Linked DNA regions of Sus scrofa: regions 2, 3, 4 and 5 are each linked to region 1. Evidence: chromatin contacts called from public Hi-C and HiChIP or PLAC-seq data. All regions are on one chromosome and are shown on one strand. Each heading gives the region's core, a stretch centred on a gene start, on an enhancer-like site or on the middle of the called end of the contact. The rest is flanking DNA. Distances are from core to core; before and after follow the strand shown.

Region 1 (3,185 bases), core at 296-2,795:
GAATCGACTTGCCTTGGCTGGACCGTAGCTTTTGCCTCAATTTGGTGGATTGGTAGGATAAATATGTTAATTATAATGAAAAGTTTCAGTTGGAGTGTGCCTAACTAATTAGCTAACTAACTAACCAACTAACTCAGGAAAGGCTTTAGCACAGTGAGGCAGCCGTGAATGCTGGGTGTGAGGCCGCACACACGCTCCCATTTGCCTCGCTCCCATCTGCTGCATTTACAGGAACCAGTTCGTTAAGAGTCTGAATTGAATCCAAATAAAATGCATTTCTGATGCAAGCCCGATGACTGGTGCCATTCTACGCTGCATTATGTCAAATTAGAGTTCGGTTGGAAATGAGGTTCCAGAGATCTTACGTAAATGTCGAATGCATAGAACATTGAGTGAATAAGGGTTCTGCACAAGTGCAACATCCCGCGTCTATAAACCGGTTCCTCCTTCTCCTGATTTGACCCTTATTCACCAAGACCAATTACAAAATTAGGACCCCCTAATAAAATAACAGAATTCAAGTGTGAGGGAAAAGTTTGTGAAACTTTTGTTGTAACTCTCTTCTCATTGTTTACAGTCAGCTTAATTTTGACATTGACCAATTCAGATGTAGTATGTCCTGACAAAATGAAAGTAAGTTCAGTGTCCATGAGAGAAACAGATGATGAGAGATCTACAAGAAGAATTCAAAATTGCAGACTTTTGTCTGTACTTCCCTCTTCTGCAGAGAAATGGTACGGGAAGAAATCTTAACACTCGTTGTGGAGTTGTTCATTGCTTCCGGCCCAAGCTCTGTGCAAAGGATAGACTACTATAGATGCATATGTTGGCTGAAACTTTGGGGTTTGATTCACATTATCTCCCCATATTTTACCCTTCCATCCCTAATATTCCATTTTATCATCCCTGCCACTTCCCATTGTGTGCAAGGTGCAGTATTTTGTGTCAATGAATAGCCGCAGATAGGTAGCGAGCCAGAGCCAAAAGGAACTCCTTATGAATCCACACCAGCAAGGAGGGGTTGGCCAACTGATGGCAATTTACTTCCTTTAAAATAATCTTTTAAAAAAGCCTCTGCTGGCCTTGGGATCCAGGCACATCAATCAATCCATTAAGTAAGTAAATAAGGCAATAACTAAACAATAAATCATTTTGAATTTCACACATGCACAGACCTTTTGATACATAAATTACAAGAAAGCTTTGGATTCAGGGGCTGTTCAGCCTATCACCCAATAATTTTGCATACAAGATAAAGAGCTATTCTACACTGTGGGGTACTGCTCATTCTGGTCCCCAAATCATGGGGCTTCTATGCATCCCTTCGGTGGTGGTGGTGTGTTTTATGATGCATGACATGGGAGTTGTGTGTGTGTGTATGTGTGTGTGTATGTGGTGAGGGGCATGCTGTTAGGGGGAAGCCTACCACACATTTCTGCCATCACAGACTGTGGGCAAACAGCTGTCTCCACAGCTGAGGCCACTGAAACCGCCTGCACTGCTCCAGTAACTCGAGAGCACAAGGCTGGTCCCTGGATGGCACAGAGCACGGTGCCTGCAGCAAAGCGCTGGAGTTTTCCCGGGGCTGAGCAGGCGGAGACTTTGCCACCAGACACAATAAGCATCTGAAATGGGGGCTCATGAATAATTCATCCTTAGTGTCCCATGAAACAAAGAAATGATGTTTGCTGGTAGATAACTGTGTTGTGGCATTTGTAAATCTTTCTGAATTTGAAGTTGATCATGTTTCGTGTTGGTTGAGAAATAATGTTTTTTTTTTCTTTCCTAAAACAAAAAGTTGGTAGTTCAATGTAATAATCCTATGGTGAATGTCTTCCACGAAATGCTGGATGGGTTATACTAATTTGGCTCATGATTTAGGAATTTTTAAATATCTCCTTCAGGGAAGAGGGATGTGAAAATGGTTTTACTGCAATAAAATACAGCAGGATACCAAGTTCTCAAGGAGACTGTGTTTTTTTCCTTGGTAGGCAACCAGCCCACTTTTGCTAATGCAAGTTTCATTACTGTAGACTAGAAAACAGTGGTGCTTTCCAGCATTGGAGGACAGTGTCAGGAGGAACACTCCTTCACTTTTCACTAAAATATTAGTAAAAATGATACTTTGGTGAATTGAGCCCCAAATTGTTTCAGTGATAGTTAAATACCCACGAATTTAACACTAGTTAAATTGGCAATAAAATGACCCCCAACCAAGTTGAGCCACCATCCTGTTTCTGCACAATAATTCTGGACCTAATGCCAGTAATCTATAAAGCCGCTGGGTAGAGTGTGTGCATTTGCATAACGAATATTTCTAGTGTTGTATAAAGTAGCTAGCTGTTCAAACTTACCATAATTAGTATTTATAATTAGTATCCATGTATTCATTTCATTTATTCTTTAATATCTGTGTACTCATTTCCCAGAGAAAAGAAAAGAAATCAATTTAATAGTTCTTCATTATCTTTGAAACGACAACCTGGCAAAACAAATCATGGTGAAATACTCTGTCATCTCTCCAATAATTATCTCAAATCTGTCTTCTATTATTCACTCATACTTTCGCCATGATTTTTTTTTTTTTCAGTATGTCTTTGTTGTCTCTCTGGCTTTAAGGTTGCCCAGAAATTATTGTACAGCCATAAAGCTCACACAATCTGATATGATTGGCAGGGAAAGTCGGAAAGAAGGCAGGCTGATTTTGCTGAAAGAAACAAGCAAAAACAAAGTATGGATCTGCCAATTATATGCTGGTGTGAAAACACAATTCTTTCCTATTTTCAGGTGGGGTGTTGGCAGTTGGGGTGTTAAACTGGTAGCTCATGGGACCTCCAATCCGAAGGAGAGCCATCAGTGCAGTGTGGAGTGTGTTTTGGGGTTTTGTTGTGGCAATTTGTTTCCTTAAGCTCCAGTAGTGTCCCAGCGAGTAAACTCAATATGTATAGGTAATGACTACTTTTCTTTACCTTGGCTGTGTAGGATTAAGATTGTAAATAGAATTGTGGTGGGGTAGAATTTGCTTCCTACCTCTCTAAAAGTTAAGTAGATTTCCAGTGGAGATAATAACTAAATAAAGGGTAGGAATGTCCTGGGGCCAGTGAGATAATCAGGAGAAATAGAGGTAACAGATTTAAGATGAACAAAACACAAACACACCTAAAAGGCCTGAGGCAGAGACTATA
Region 2 (3,185 bases), core at 318-2,817, 870 kb after region 1:
GAGAAGGGCATCGGGCACCCTGGGCAGGGGCGCAGCAGGCACTCGGGGGGCCGCAGGGGGCGAGCGCTCGCCGGCCTGGGCCCTGCCCACCCCCGGCGGCCTCACCCGGCCCAACCGCCCTGGCAGCTCGCAGTCGTCTGCTCTCAGTGCCCAGGGCGCCGGGATGGGCACGCGCGGTGACCGTGGGCGAGGGACCGTGCGCTGAGTCCCACGCCGCCCTGCAAACCCCACCGCAACTCCCGGCTGTTTCTTCTGCGGGGGACCGGGGTGTGCGGAGATCAACTAGAGCCATTAATTGTCCGCAGACGATAGCAACAAAACAAAACAAAGGCATTTCGGGCTAGAGAGAAAGCTCGAGAGAGCGACCGAGACATGTACCTGAGTGAGACAGATGGGAGAATACATCATGACTTCGCCTTAAAACGCACTTTCCCGGAGATGCCCAAGAAAATCTTCAAAAAGCAAGAATTTCATCTATTCATTTTACAGTCATCTGAGCCTCGCGATGCGATCAATCAGGACCGGGCTCTGCGCTGGATCACCGCAACTTCACAACAAACCCAGTCCTCCTTAAATAGCCAAAGATTCAAGTTCACTCGGCGTGCTAGATTTCCCGGGTTGAAATCCAATCTACACTTTTAACCCTCCTGCAGTCCGAGCGCGCTGGCCGTGCTCGCCGAGGCCGCCGCCGCCGCCGCCGCCGGTGTTGGCTGCTTTTCGCCCGGGTTTGGGGATTTGTTTTCTGTTTTGCAGTTGTTGTTGTTGTTGGGGGCTAGGGGGTGCACGAAGGTTCGGTGTGGGTTGGATTGGGGTAGTAGGTGGTGGTGAAATGCTTTTTTAAAAAAGGCGGGGAGGGGGGCGCAGGAGAGAGGGCGGGAGGGAGAGCGAGGAGAATGTGTCACCGCGCTGGGAAAGTTCAAGGTTACAGCCCGGAGCACTGCGGCAGGATCCCGGAGTGGTGATCGCAGGCGAAACTTTGCCGCGAGCCGACCATGTGTGTGCGCGAGGGGGAGCGTGAGCGAGTGCGCGCGGGTGGCGGGGCGCGCGCGGGAGAGGGCCTGGGTGGGGGCGGGGTGGGGTGGGGGAGCCTGGAGAGGCCGGGGTGAGGGAGGGGGCGCGAGCGCAGGTCTCCCGAGCGGAAGAAGCTCGCGGCGCGCGGTCCCCGGCTGCAGCCGCCCGCGCAGGCTCCTCCACGCCCGCCCGCCGGCCCGCCCGCCTCGCCCCGCGTCTGACCCGGCTGAGCGAGGAGGCTGCTGCTGCTGCCGCTGCCCAGAGCCCAGGGGGATCGGAACGCGCTCCTGAAAAATCCCAAACGATAAATCCCGCTCTCCCGTTCGGCTGCAAACTCCTCTCTTTTCTGCTCTGGGCTCTTTTTTCCCCTCCCTCTCTCGCTTTCTTTCGTTGCAAAACTTGGAAGTTGAAAAATTCACCGGTTCCACCCTCTGGACCCCGCTCGAGCTCTCTCCAAATCAGACTTAAGGATTGTTTTATTATTTAATTACACAATCATCGCTTTACTCCTCCTCCTGCAAACGCGCATTCCTTTTGCACCAGCCTCTCCACACCCCCCGCCCCCCACCTTCCTCCTCCTCCTCCACTAGCTTCTCTCTCTCTCTCTCTCTCTCTCTCTCTCTCTCTCTCTCTCCCTCCCCCCCCCTCTCTCGTTTAAGGTCTCATTCCAGTTCAACAGAACCACTTTTTTTTTTCTCTTTTAATAGATTTTCTTTCGCCCTTTGGACGAATAAGTCCCGCACCCCACCACCACCATACGTACACACCCCCGAAAACCCGCCCTGGAAGAGCTATTTCGGTGCTCGCTGCGCACTCTTTAAGCCGCGGGAACCTCCAAGTGGAAGAAACACTGAGCCGGACTGGGCCCGAGAAAGGAACGAATGGAAAATTCCCTCACACCCTGGCCGCCCCGGGGCCCGGGCTGGGGCGCCGACTCTCGCACCCCGGGCGGGCGCGGTATGCCAAGCCCGCTGGCTAAAGGGAGGAGGGGGAGGTCGGGGAGGCGGGGGCCTGAGTGAACTTGGGCTCAAGTAGTTGGGGCGCGCCGGCATGGTTGGGGGCGGGGCCCTCGGGGGTCTCCCCAGCGCAGGCCCGCGCCCCCGAGCAGCTCCGCAGAAGCAGCGCGCCTCGCCGTGGTTTGCCGCCCTCCCTGGGGGGGTGCCTGGTGCACGTGGCCTCGCTCGGAGCGGGAGGACTGGTCCGAACTGCCGCCACCGCTGCCTCCAGCTCCCGCCTCCTCCTCCTCCTGCAACCCGCTCAGCACTCCTCCTGCAGCCCCTTTGGCTCTCTCCCAATCCCCACCTCCCCGCGGCCCGGGGCGCCGGCGGAAAGCGGCTCCCGCCCAGCTAGGGTGCAGGCAGGGCGGGGCCGCGGCGCACCCGGGGCTGCGGGGCGGCCGGGCGCGCGCACGCGCGCGAGCCGGGTGCGTGTGCCGCTACAAGCCCTGCAGAGGCGGCAGTGCCCGCCTTGCTCCCGCGCGGGGCCCTGCCCCCACCCCGCTCAGAGCGGCGGGCCCCGTGTGAATGAACTTGATTTCGGAGGTTTGGAGGCCGGCGGTTTGTCTTGCACTCTTTCTGCGCGCGCGCATACATACGCGCGCACACACACACACACTCACTCGCTCACTCACATACACACCCCACCCCCCACATTCCGGTTTTCGGCTCGGGGTGGGTGGGGAAGAGGTGGATGCAAAGGCTGGGCAGACAATGGGTAGAGGAAAAGTGAGTGCCAGGGGCTCCGTGTCTACCTAGCCCGGGGCTGCGAATGGGACCTGACAACCTAGCCCCGGGGCGGGGCCTCCCCCGCCTCCGGCTGTGTTCTGGGGCTGTTTCGAGGCTCTCCTCTGATTCTTCTTTCCTCTTTTCCCCGCTTCCCTTACCTCGATTTTTTTTCCCTCAACTTTCTCCTCTCTCAGTCTCTCCGGTTCCTGCCCACCGCCTCCTCCCCTTCACTCCCCACCCCCACAGCCGACCTGAAGGAACCAGTGACTTTTTCCATCACCAAGTGGGAGTTATCCACATCAAGCATTTCACAACGACACATCAAGAAAAGTAGGCAGGTTCAAGTCAACCATGAAATGGTCACTTTTTAACCCCGTCCTGTCCTCATTAGGGAAATGCTCAAACACAGTCCGTTTTCAAAGAGCGCTCTTAATGAGGCAAGCCTGCCAA
Region 3 (3,185 bases), core at 328-2,827, 750 kb after region 1:
CTATTTTGAACAATGAGAGACATAAAACTTTTTTCGGATGAAAGGCATCTCTAAGCCCCTTCCCACTGTACACCTCTAAGAAACATCACAGAGCTGTTCCATATACAACCTGCAGTGGCCCGATATGTCATGAGAAAAGACCTTAAAAATCTTAAACTTTAGGGTTCCCATAAAGGACCTTTTTTTGGATAAAGTTTCCTATTAGTTTTATTAGTATTATTATTATTCCAATCTTCTGAAAATGTTTATTGTGGTTGTCGGTTTGCATACAATCTAAAGATTCAAAATAAGATCTAAGACTCCCAAAAGATCAATGGAAGGAAATATGTGGGATAATTTGGTGTTTGGTGACAATAAGTGCTACTTGCTTTATTTTCAATTTCACAATCAGCGGCACCTTCAGTCCACAAGTTTGGGATAGCATCAGAATAATCTGAGATGTTTATTAAATATTCAGATTTCTGGCCATCAGCCCCAGTGGCTGTGTTTCTTACAGCAGTGCTAGGGCCAAGAGAGTGCACGTTTTCTGTTTTTTTTTTTTTTTTTTTTTTTTTCTTTTTCTTTTTATGGCCACACCCATAGCGCATGTAAGTTCCCAGGCTAGGGGTCAAATCAGAGCTGTAACTGCTGGCATACACCACAGCCACAGCAACGCAGGATCCAAGCTGTGTCTACCACTTACACCACAGCTCAAGACAATGCTGGATCCTTGACCCACTGAGTGAGGTCAGGGATTGAGCCCACAACCTCATGGATATGAGTCAGGTTCATTCCTGATGCTCCATAATGGGAACTCTGAGAATGGCCCTTTCAACAGACTTCCCAGGGTCTGATCCCTGGTCTTGCTCAGGGAGTTAAGGATCTGGCATTGCCATGAGCTGTGGTATAGGTCGCAGACACTTCCTGCATTGCTATGGCTGTGGTGTAGGCCAGAAGCTGTAGCTCCAATTCGACCCCTAGCCTGAGAACCTCCATACGCCTCGGGTATGGCCCTAAAAAGCAAAAAAAGCAAAAAAAAAAAAAAAGCATGCAACTATAGAGTCCTAAAAAAATAAATAAATAAACAAAAATGCAGGCCTTTAGCCAAGACTAAGCTCCATTTTTCTACTCTCTCCCTGCCATGGGATGCACCAGGAGCTAGCTTCAGCCAAAAAAATCACGTGTATCATCAATCCTCAAAAGCAAACTGAATCCAAATTCACATTGAAACATTCTGAACTCTATCACACTTCACAGAGCTTTAAATAGAACTCCACTAGAAACAGCACACCCTGACTGGCCAAGGGATTCTTGGGGTTCTGTTGCTTTATCCAAGTGATCCAGAGTGACCCCTGGTTCCACTCTCTGCATGTTCAGTTGTACATTTTTCTCCAAGTTGAGCACAGGAAGATTGAAAGGAAAACAAAAATATTGGCATAGGTGACCTGAGGTTGCTTGACCTTTCCAAAGGAAGATTTTTGGCAACGGTGTCTTGGCAGCTCCCTGGAAGGCAAGGCCAGGACACAAAGAGGAAGACAGGAAGCCGGGAGCTGGCCATGTGTCCTTGGCAGGCAGCATGCGGCAGGGTGAACCACCTCCTCCTTGCCAAACCAGAAACAGTGGGGAAAGCCCAGCTAATTGGCAAGTCACAGCCGGCTACAGTGCACATCCTCCACTTTAAATGCCTGATAAAGTCAAATGTACGCCAGACCCTCATCTGCTTAAATAGGATCCAACTTTACTGTCGGAAACTTAATTTACTCATGTTGGTGCTTCCTCAAGGAAGTGGTGAAGCAGCATTGCAGGGTGGTTAAGGGCTGGGGAGAGAAAACAAAGTAAAGGTGTCCTGGAGTCCAGTATGCTTTGCTTTTGGAAAGGGCTGCATATGTTTGTTAGCAAACGTGCGTTCCACTTGCTCATTTCTTGTTTTCATTCAGAGGAACCTCTGAAGTCCACAGTGCACACTGAGAAGGGACCTTGGTACATTCGAAGGCAACAGGCATTTAAAGAAGGCATTAGCACAGCTCTTTTGCATATCCCAGGAAACCTCAGAGCTGCACCCAGTTTGCAGTCGGCAATTGTTTTTACTTACATGTTAGTTGGTGCAAACATATTTTCTAATATAATCTGTGTGTACTAGCATATATCACCAATTTTGGGTCTCTTACTGCTCAACTGTGGAGTCACACAGTGCAAAGGGGAGCAGAGGGGAATTGTGCAAATAAATTGCTCCTCATGGCTGCTGTTAACAGGATGAATCCTGGGACCTGGGGCCGGGAGCATAATTTTCCCCCAGGGGAATGTCTGAAGGCTTGGTAAGAGCAATTAAAGGGGTGTGCTCAGTGGTTGGGCACATTTCCTTTTATTTTCTATGAGACTGTTCATGCCATCTCCAAAACTCACAAAAAATTTCAAAGTGGCTTCTGTTGCTTTCAATATAGTAGCCAGCGGTGAAGCTAGATGGGAAAAAAATGCTAATCTCCCTCGGAATTAGAAGAGAAAGATTACATATAAACATAACCATGGTTTTCTGCTAGATATTTCTCAAGGTCTACTGACTACTCATCCCATAAGCAACCCAGGACTGCAGTATGACTGAATCTCTCTCACTGAAGTTACACGGAGGGGTAAAAAGCAAAACTTGGTACTCTCTGACCACCATTTAAAATGAGCAAATATAGTCTTTATGCCTAATATCAAGTTTTCAGAGTCAAAATGTCTAGATGTTGTGACCTCATTCCAAAATTACTTTTTTTTTTTTTTTTTTTTTTTTGCTTTTTAGGGCCACACCCACAGCATATGGAGGTTCCCAGGCTAGGAGTCAAATCGGAGCTACAGCTCCCAGCCTACACCACAGCCACAGCAAAGCTGGGATCCAAGCTGTGTCTGGGACCTACACCAGAGCTCACAGCAACACAGGATCCCCGACCCACTGAGGGAGGCCAGGATCTAATCCGCATCCTTAAGGATACCAGTCAGATTTGTTTCCTCTGCACCACAATGGGAACTCCCAAAATTACTGTTTCTATAAGCCACAACTTGCCTTGACCGTCCCAGATTCTACCTAATTGACTTTGGACACTAAGTACCCCCAACCTTTAAAAATTCTCCCTCCCTTTTCCTTTGGGGAAACCAATCCTTCCTAGTTCTCAGTCTGTCTTTCTGGGGCTCCCTTCCAATCTTCATGGCTCTCTCCTCATCAGGAG
Region 4 (3,185 bases), core at 290-2,789, 640 kb after region 1:
GATGACTTTCGTTTGAAAGCAAAAAAAATCAGTGCGATTTGCACAGTTTCACCTCTAAATGAGAGAACTTATGTGTATCAGAATTCTGAAGCAGAACATCCCAAATGCTTAAGGAGCTGAACACATTTTTAGGTGATGCCTGCTACTCTGTTCACATGTGAAAAAAACAAAAAACCTTCCTTCTCATAAAACAAAAATTAACAAAGGAGAGAGTAATTGTAACTTTTTGCAATTTCTGAATATTCAAAATTTATGTTCTTCAATTTCTCGAACTTTAGTCAGGTTTTGGTGTTTTTTTACTCCCTTTTGTAATTTGTTATTATGTTTATAATCCATGTTTATTCATTCATATGCTTTGCTATCTAAGAAATAAATACGACTAAAAATTCACTATATACCTACCAACAGCACTAGCAAACAGGAGAATCCCCAAAGTAAGATATTAAAGGGTGCGCCAGCCGCTGACAGAGCTGATTTCTCAGGGGCATAAAACATATGTAAACATGGCACTTTCCATAAGACATCTTCAAATAGAGTTAGGTGTCTACTACACTTCTTTCATTGCAAAGGGTTAATCAGCCAGGTTTACATTTGGGAATTTTCTGCATCGCGCTCCTCCCTCTCCCGCAGTGCAGCCAAAAATCATCTAACAGGAAACATAAGATTAAGTTTGTCCTACCTAAGCGAACAAAGAGTGCTCTGAACAGGCCACCGGTTTACTGCAGAGCGGGAACTTTTCTAATCCTGCTGGAATCTGCAGTGCAGCTCAGAAAATATCTCAGAAAAAGTTGTTTTCTTTCCTCTAACATCTTGAATCTGGGTCTTCCCATTTTGGTCATACTGCCGACCCTGCTGCTTCTTCCATAAAGGTTAACTTAAAGCTCCAAACATAATCATGTGGAAAATGGACATTATTGATTCCTATGGTCCATTGTTCCCCTATCCTAAGTCCCTGAAGTTCAAGTTCAATCTGGAATTACATCATGTCTGGTTTCTCCTGGTTACCAGACGGCTTGAGACGTGACCACAGCTACAGAAAAAACAAACAGCCTTCTTCACGCTTCGGCTCCCCTATCGATTCAAACGTAAACTTTTTTTCTTTCTCTCAAGTATGCTTCAAGTATGGAGCATGGTTAATTTAGAGATTAAGTTCCAAATTAGATTATCTAATGGCATCTTAATGGATTGCTGACCCATTTCCTGTGGGATGGCAGCATGCAAGTCTGGCTGGAATACAATTAATTTCTTAGGAAGTGTTCTGAAGAGTTTCCTAGATAAAGAGGAAATGTTGTGTTTTGCAAATCTTTCTGTACAAACGGAGAAAGTTAGGCAAAACTGCAACAAATCCCAATGTATTTTTCAACAGCCAGATTCAGACACTTTGTGTGTGAACGCCGTTTTTAAGGAAGATAATTTTTAAGAACGATCACATTTTAATTTTTGATTTCACAACAGGTGCAAATAATTTTGATGAGACTAGAGTAGTAATTCTTTTAAATAGAATATCCAAGTACAAAGAGCAACCGTAGTTAGCGGCTCTGGTTACCAAACAATGGTCATGTGTGCAATTTTGGCTTTGGCAATTCCCCTCCTTGAACTGGATTCTTCCATTCATCCACATTATCAGCATTTCTATCAGAGTCCCAGAGCGGTGCTAGGGGCCCAGAATGGTGTGTAAAAAGTTAAACATTTTGAACACACTTTAGAGCTGACAGCTGAAAAGGAAATTCAGCACTCTGAGAATAAAGCTCCCCCCAGGAACTCCAGGAACAACCCAGCTGTTGTACTGTAGTTATGTGTCAAGATAACAAACTGAAAGCAGGAAATGCTAACCTAGTGAATTTGTGGGGATGGTCTAAGTATAATGTTGAAATACAAGTTAACTCTTAACATTGCTTAAAGCCAGGACACATACCACCCTTCTCATACAAGTGACCTATATATATATATGTACATGCATGCCTCATGTACACACACATATATATGCTTACACATATGCATATGTATGTGTATATATAGGTACATGATATACCACGTGTGCATACACACATACCCACATACAAATATTTATATACAAATATATAGTTTGCAACCCAATATTGAAAATTACTTTAAATATTCATTCTTAAGTCACGGAGGACATATTTTACAACGAAAAATTTATGGACAAAGCAATGAAAATGGTACCTAGATGAAGACAGTGTTATGCAAATAGGGTTAGTGTAGGAAATGAATGGCATTATTCCTTCCCATTTTGCCCTCCCTCTCCTGACCAACCAGATTCAAATAATCTTTATTGGCTGCTAAATTTCTCCTGGGAAATCAAGCAACTCTCTAGAATTGCAGTAATAAACGACAATTTCTTACAAAAACATGTGTAAAGTAACTACAGAATGAAGTATTCAACTCATAGAAAGGAACTGCTAACACATGTAACATGGAAAATAGCTGATAAAACTCTCTTCGGTGCCATTCAATTATGGCATCAGCAGAAACACAAAAATCTCTCCAATTATTTCAGTAAAATCTTCATTTATTCATTATTTCAGAGGCTGAGCAAATGGTTTGTGTAAACATATCCTTCAGTAACACGCACATGTTTATTTTAGCCATCTGAAGGCTGCTGCTATGTTTATAGAAGCCATCAGACACATACAGCCACTCACTTGTGGCTTTGCCTTTTCTTGAAAGGGGTGAAGGGGGAGAAGAGGGAATGAAACAATAAATCCAGTTTCTCTTTTGCATAAAGCACTCCCCTCCAACGTTTTAAAATAACTTATGTTTATATTATTCTTGGATTGTCCTTTGGCTTTCTTTTTCATTCAATTATATTGCTCTTTCATACTTGATAGTACAAGCTATGTTCTGGCTATGGTTTCAAGAAAGCAAGCCAGTTAGGGAGTTAACTGCTATATTTGTTTATACCCACATAACTCACATATGTAACAGTGTAATTTGTCCACATCAGAGGACAAAGCACAGACAAAACAGTACCCTTCTGAACAGCATAAGCAACTCATCACCCATTACCCTGCTAAGAGCTGAGCCCCTCCTGACTCCAGCAGAGGGGAGCCCTCCACCAAGGGATTTGATTCTGGGTTAACTGCAGTACCTGACCTTTGGGTTAGAAAAAAAAAATTTGTATTTTCAAGATGCAAGCAACACACACACACACACACACACAC
Region 5 (3,185 bases), core at 185-2,684, 540 kb after region 1:
ATGTTTTCTATTGTCTCCAACAGCAAGAGTCCCAAAGATACAGTTTTCCCTTCTTGGGAAGACAGGACAGGTGAGGGACAGTCCCTGTTTTAATCAGCATAGCAGGGCTCAAAATCTTAACGAGGGGAACAGGACAGAAAATGAGATTTCAGGGGTCAAAAAAAAAGCTGTACTAAGGCTCCCCTAAACCTTAGGTTCCCACTGTGGAGTGAGACAAGGGTTCAGCCCTCCCTCAGGGTCTCCACCTCTGTGTTCCTGAAGTTTCAATAAATAGCAGAGAGCTCAAATATCTTTAATGAGATGATAAGAAGCATGATTAAGGGGCAAAAGCTTTGTTTGCTGTGCAGTACTTTTTTTCCTTTCCCCTCTCCTTCACACGCACCCCTCCCTTGTATATATAAACATACGCACATCCATGCAGCCTCCAGACCCCGGGATAAAGGAACTTTGAAAGGAGAACCACACCCTTCCTGTTTCTCTCTTCTACCTCCAAGTCGAACATAGAAAAATATCCCAGCATCGTGATGCCTGTAACTCAATCCAGGCTAAATGTGGAAATTGCGAAGCTGAGGCTGAAATAGACACCATATCCTTAACTCAATCTCATTGGATCTCTTTAAAACAAAATAAGAAAGGAAGGGACAAAGACAAATCACACAGAGGAGAATGGTCGCCTAAGTAAACCATCAAGTCGGGTTGGTCTGTCTTTTATCATCATGAGCCCAGAACCTGCCAGTGCTGCCAGTGTACTTTTGTTGAGAGTTATCACTGGCTATATAAACAACGCATATCTTTTTTGGGCAGCAATAATACACACTCTCACACACACACAATTAATGCTCTTTGCCTTTTCTATAGCTCTATCCCAGGCAGAGAGGGAACGTTTTGAGGACCCGATGACTTAAAGGGGAAATGCTGTCTTTCCTAAAATTCAGCCTCACACTGCCTTTTCTCTTACTTTGAGCATCTGAAACTTGAAACAGAAAACTGAAGCCAACCAAACCAAGAAGCCAGGGCAACTGCCTGGCAAGGGTTAAAAGCAGATCAAAATCAAATGGCACACTGCACCATGTCTTCTGCATGACTGATACTGCAATCGATCTGCAGCGGTTCATTTTCTCTCTGGAATCTCTGCCTACTGAGAACAAATACAAACACATGTGGAACCAATAGGAAGCAGACGAAGGGCTTTAAGGGTTCTGCACCAACGTGTGTCAGAGAGTGCTCACGTAGCAGATGGGGCAATTAATAAAGAGTCAAGCGGTATGACTCTGTCAAAGAGCCTTGAAGTGCTAACAATCCGCTTTTGTCTGCCCCACTGGAGAGTACAGATGGATTCTGATTCAGAACGAGGACGGCATTGTGTCCAGCTTGCTCTGGTACAGCGTCCGAGGATGAACAGAGGCCCAGGTGTCCGACGTCACCCATTTTCAAGGAAAACATGATACTGATTCTACCCACACACACCCCACCCCTGCCCCACTAGCATTTGAATTGCTGCAGTGATCACTAATCCAGAGGAAATTCGAATTTATAAGTAAATCAGTCTTTCAGAAAGATCTGAAAAGGAAGGATTTGCCATCAAAGCATTGCTGGTTTGCACACACACCTTGCTATCCATTGATTCTAATTGCGAATCCAGAATTCTTGCCCTTCAGCTGACAGCTAGAAATGATTAAATTCACTTAAGACTGAACCTCTAGTAGGTGCTATTTTATTTTTTTTAAGATGCAGAAATCAGACTATGGCTCTTGCAAGTGGTCAGGGGAGGTCACATGATTCTTTAAGTCACTGTGAGTCCCAAGGTTCTAGTGAATTTCCAGCTTAGTGCACTGCATTTGGCCCAAATCCCTCACCTCTGTCCTCCTTGGCTCCTTGAGCCACCACCATCACTGACTCTAACCGCTTTCCTTCCTCTCTGAACCAGGTCCAGAACAGCGGGAATGTGTCTGTCACTCCCAAGGCAGCTGCACAGAACTGAGAGTGTGTTCTGCTGCCCAAACTCAATGCCAACCCAGAGTGATCTGGATGCCAACCTCTCACAATTCCCTTCCCAAAGACATCAGAATTATCACTGGGAAAGAGCACATTAGGTGTTCCACTGTGAACTCTTTCTCTATAAACCTTTGTGATACAAGATGCCCTGTGACCATTAGCTGTCTGGGGGCTTTTCTCTTGGAATCTCCCCTTCACTCATCATTCAATGGAATCAGAATCTGGAATAGATGGATCAAAATAAAATATCTCCTCAGACAGTTCATGAGAGACCACAGACAATTCACTAGGCTGTGTTGTGGTTGCTGCTGCTATGATGTTAGCTGGTGGGCTTTCCATGTGGGCTGAGGGTCCGGAATTCATAGACTTTGTTCAAATTAAAATTGAAAATTTAATTCAATTCCGCAAACACTTCTGGAGCTCCCTTGCTAGCTGGTTTCACACCTCAGGTTTAAGGCCTATTTAAAGTGCAATATTTCTATTTTTAGGCTGAAGAAGAATTTCTAGCTTCTTTTGTCAAACCACCTAATTTAGAGATAAGTGCTAGAGAACTCAAGTGGTGTGGGAAAAGTCATCCATCTAGAGGCAAAGCCAAGTCAAGGTCAAGCCCAGTTCTCCTGATTAGACCCCAAAGATCAGTGCTTTTTCTTCCACACTAGCCCATCTCCAACTCTTAGGAGATGAAGACATTCTACTTTATTTACACTTTATCACTACATCTCACCCATAGGCCCTGCACCCGTGTTTTGGTAAGTAGGAAGGAGGAAACTGCTATGTTGATTCTTCTTACGTTCAAGTAAGAGATCACATCCATTTTATTAAAGATACCATGACAAAACAGAATTTCAACCTGATGAGTAACATAGTTGTTTGGCTTACCTAAAGATAAAATTCCCTCTGGCAAATTATTCACTATCTGATCCCTGCCCAATGAGGCTCCACACTTTTCAGAAGCAAATTATTTTTTTTTTCTTTTTGAATGAGCCCATGGCATACAGAAGTTCCATGGCCAGGGATTGAACCCATGCCACAGTAGCTACCTGAGCTGCAGCTGTGACAACATGAGATCTTTAACTCACTGAGCCATGCAGGAACTCCTAAGTACTCTTTTTTTTTTTTTTTTTTTTTTTTTTTTTAATTTTTATTTTATGGCTGCGCTGGCTGCATATGGAAGTTCCTGGGCCAGGGAT

What was found. Hi-C and Micro-C count contacts between places; a contact is called where the count stands out from the background. HiChIP or PLAC-seq counts read pairs in DNA pulled down with a chosen protein or histone mark.
Region 2: a contact with region 1 is called in an H3K27ac HiChIP or PLAC-seq map of skeletal muscle. The contact joins the promoter of NFIB here to the enhancer-like site in region 1. A contact is called at or near these places in 2 of 5 promoter capture datasets (fetal liver and fetal skeletal muscle), 5 of 47 Hi-C or Micro-C datasets (brain, embryonic fibroblasts, fetal heart ventricle and 2 more) and 1 of 2 datasets of contacts at active chromatin or transcription factors (skeletal muscle).
Region 3: a contact with region 1 is called in an H3K27ac HiChIP or PLAC-seq map of skeletal muscle, with 18 times the contacts expected there. The contact joins two enhancer-like sites. A contact is called at or near these places in 3 of 47 Hi-C or Micro-C datasets (omental adipose tissue, retroperitoneal adipose tissue and skeletal muscle) and 1 of 2 datasets of contacts at active chromatin or transcription factors (skeletal muscle).
Region 4: a contact with region 1 is called in a Hi-C map of fetal skeletal muscle, with 1.8 times the contacts expected there. The contact joins two enhancer-like sites. A contact is called at or near these places in 5 of 47 Hi-C or Micro-C datasets (embryonic fibroblasts, fetal heart ventricle, fetal skeletal muscle and 1 more) and 1 of 2 datasets of contacts at active chromatin or transcription factors (skeletal muscle).
Region 5: a contact with region 1 is called in an H3K27ac HiChIP or PLAC-seq map of skeletal muscle, with 7 times the contacts expected there. The contact joins two enhancer-like sites. A contact is called at or near these places in 3 of 47 Hi-C or Micro-C datasets (epiblast stem cells and skeletal muscle) and 1 of 2 datasets of contacts at active chromatin or transcription factors (skeletal muscle).

Annotation. Positions count from the first base shown.
Region 1 is chr1:209,055,426-209,058,610 of Sscrofa11.1, reverse strand. All of the region lies in intron 2 of LOC106509171 (a long non-coding RNA gene), which reads right to left. Among named protein-coding and RNA genes, the nearest start is that of MPDZ, 120 kb to the left of the region's middle. Within about 2 kb of position 1,545, at least 13 of the 83 cell types and tissues checked have an H3K27ac peak or open chromatin away from gene starts, as enhancers often do. A contact at or near this core is called in fetal skeletal muscle and skeletal muscle, where this site is marked.
Region 2 is chr1:208,180,779-208,183,963 of Sscrofa11.1, reverse strand. It overlaps NFIB (nuclear factor 1 B-type), which reads right to left and starts at 1,567. Exons shown (of 12, transcript XM_021063648.1): 1 at 379-1,567. The coding sequence starts at 408. LOC100514506 (a long non-coding RNA gene) reads left to right here and starts at 2,435. Exons shown (of 4, transcript XR_002335940.1): 1 at 2,435-3,185.
Region 3 is chr1:208,300,658-208,303,842 of Sscrofa11.1, reverse strand. The region is part of intron 2 of NFIB (nuclear factor 1 B-type); the gene reads right to left. Among named protein-coding and RNA genes, the nearest start is that of NFIB, 120 kb to the right of the region's middle. Within about 2 kb of position 1,577, at least 17 of the 83 cell types and tissues checked have an H3K27ac peak or open chromatin away from gene starts, as enhancers often do. A contact at or near this core is called in skeletal muscle, where this site is marked.
Region 4 is chr1:208,410,450-208,413,634 of Sscrofa11.1, reverse strand. The region is part of intron 11 of NFIB (nuclear factor 1 B-type); the gene reads right to left. Among named protein-coding and RNA genes, the nearest start is that of NFIB, 230 kb to the right of the region's middle. Within about 2 kb of position 1,539, at least 22 of the 83 cell types and tissues checked have an H3K27ac peak or open chromatin away from gene starts, as enhancers often do. A contact at or near this core is called in fetal skeletal muscle, where this site is marked.
Region 5 is chr1:208,513,995-208,517,179 of Sscrofa11.1, reverse strand. No RefSeq gene overlaps it. Among named protein-coding and RNA genes, the nearest start is that of NFIB, 330 kb to the right of the region's middle. Within about 2 kb of position 1,434, at least 10 of the 83 cell types and tissues checked have an H3K27ac peak or open chromatin away from gene starts, as enhancers often do. A contact at or near this core is called in skeletal muscle, where this site is marked.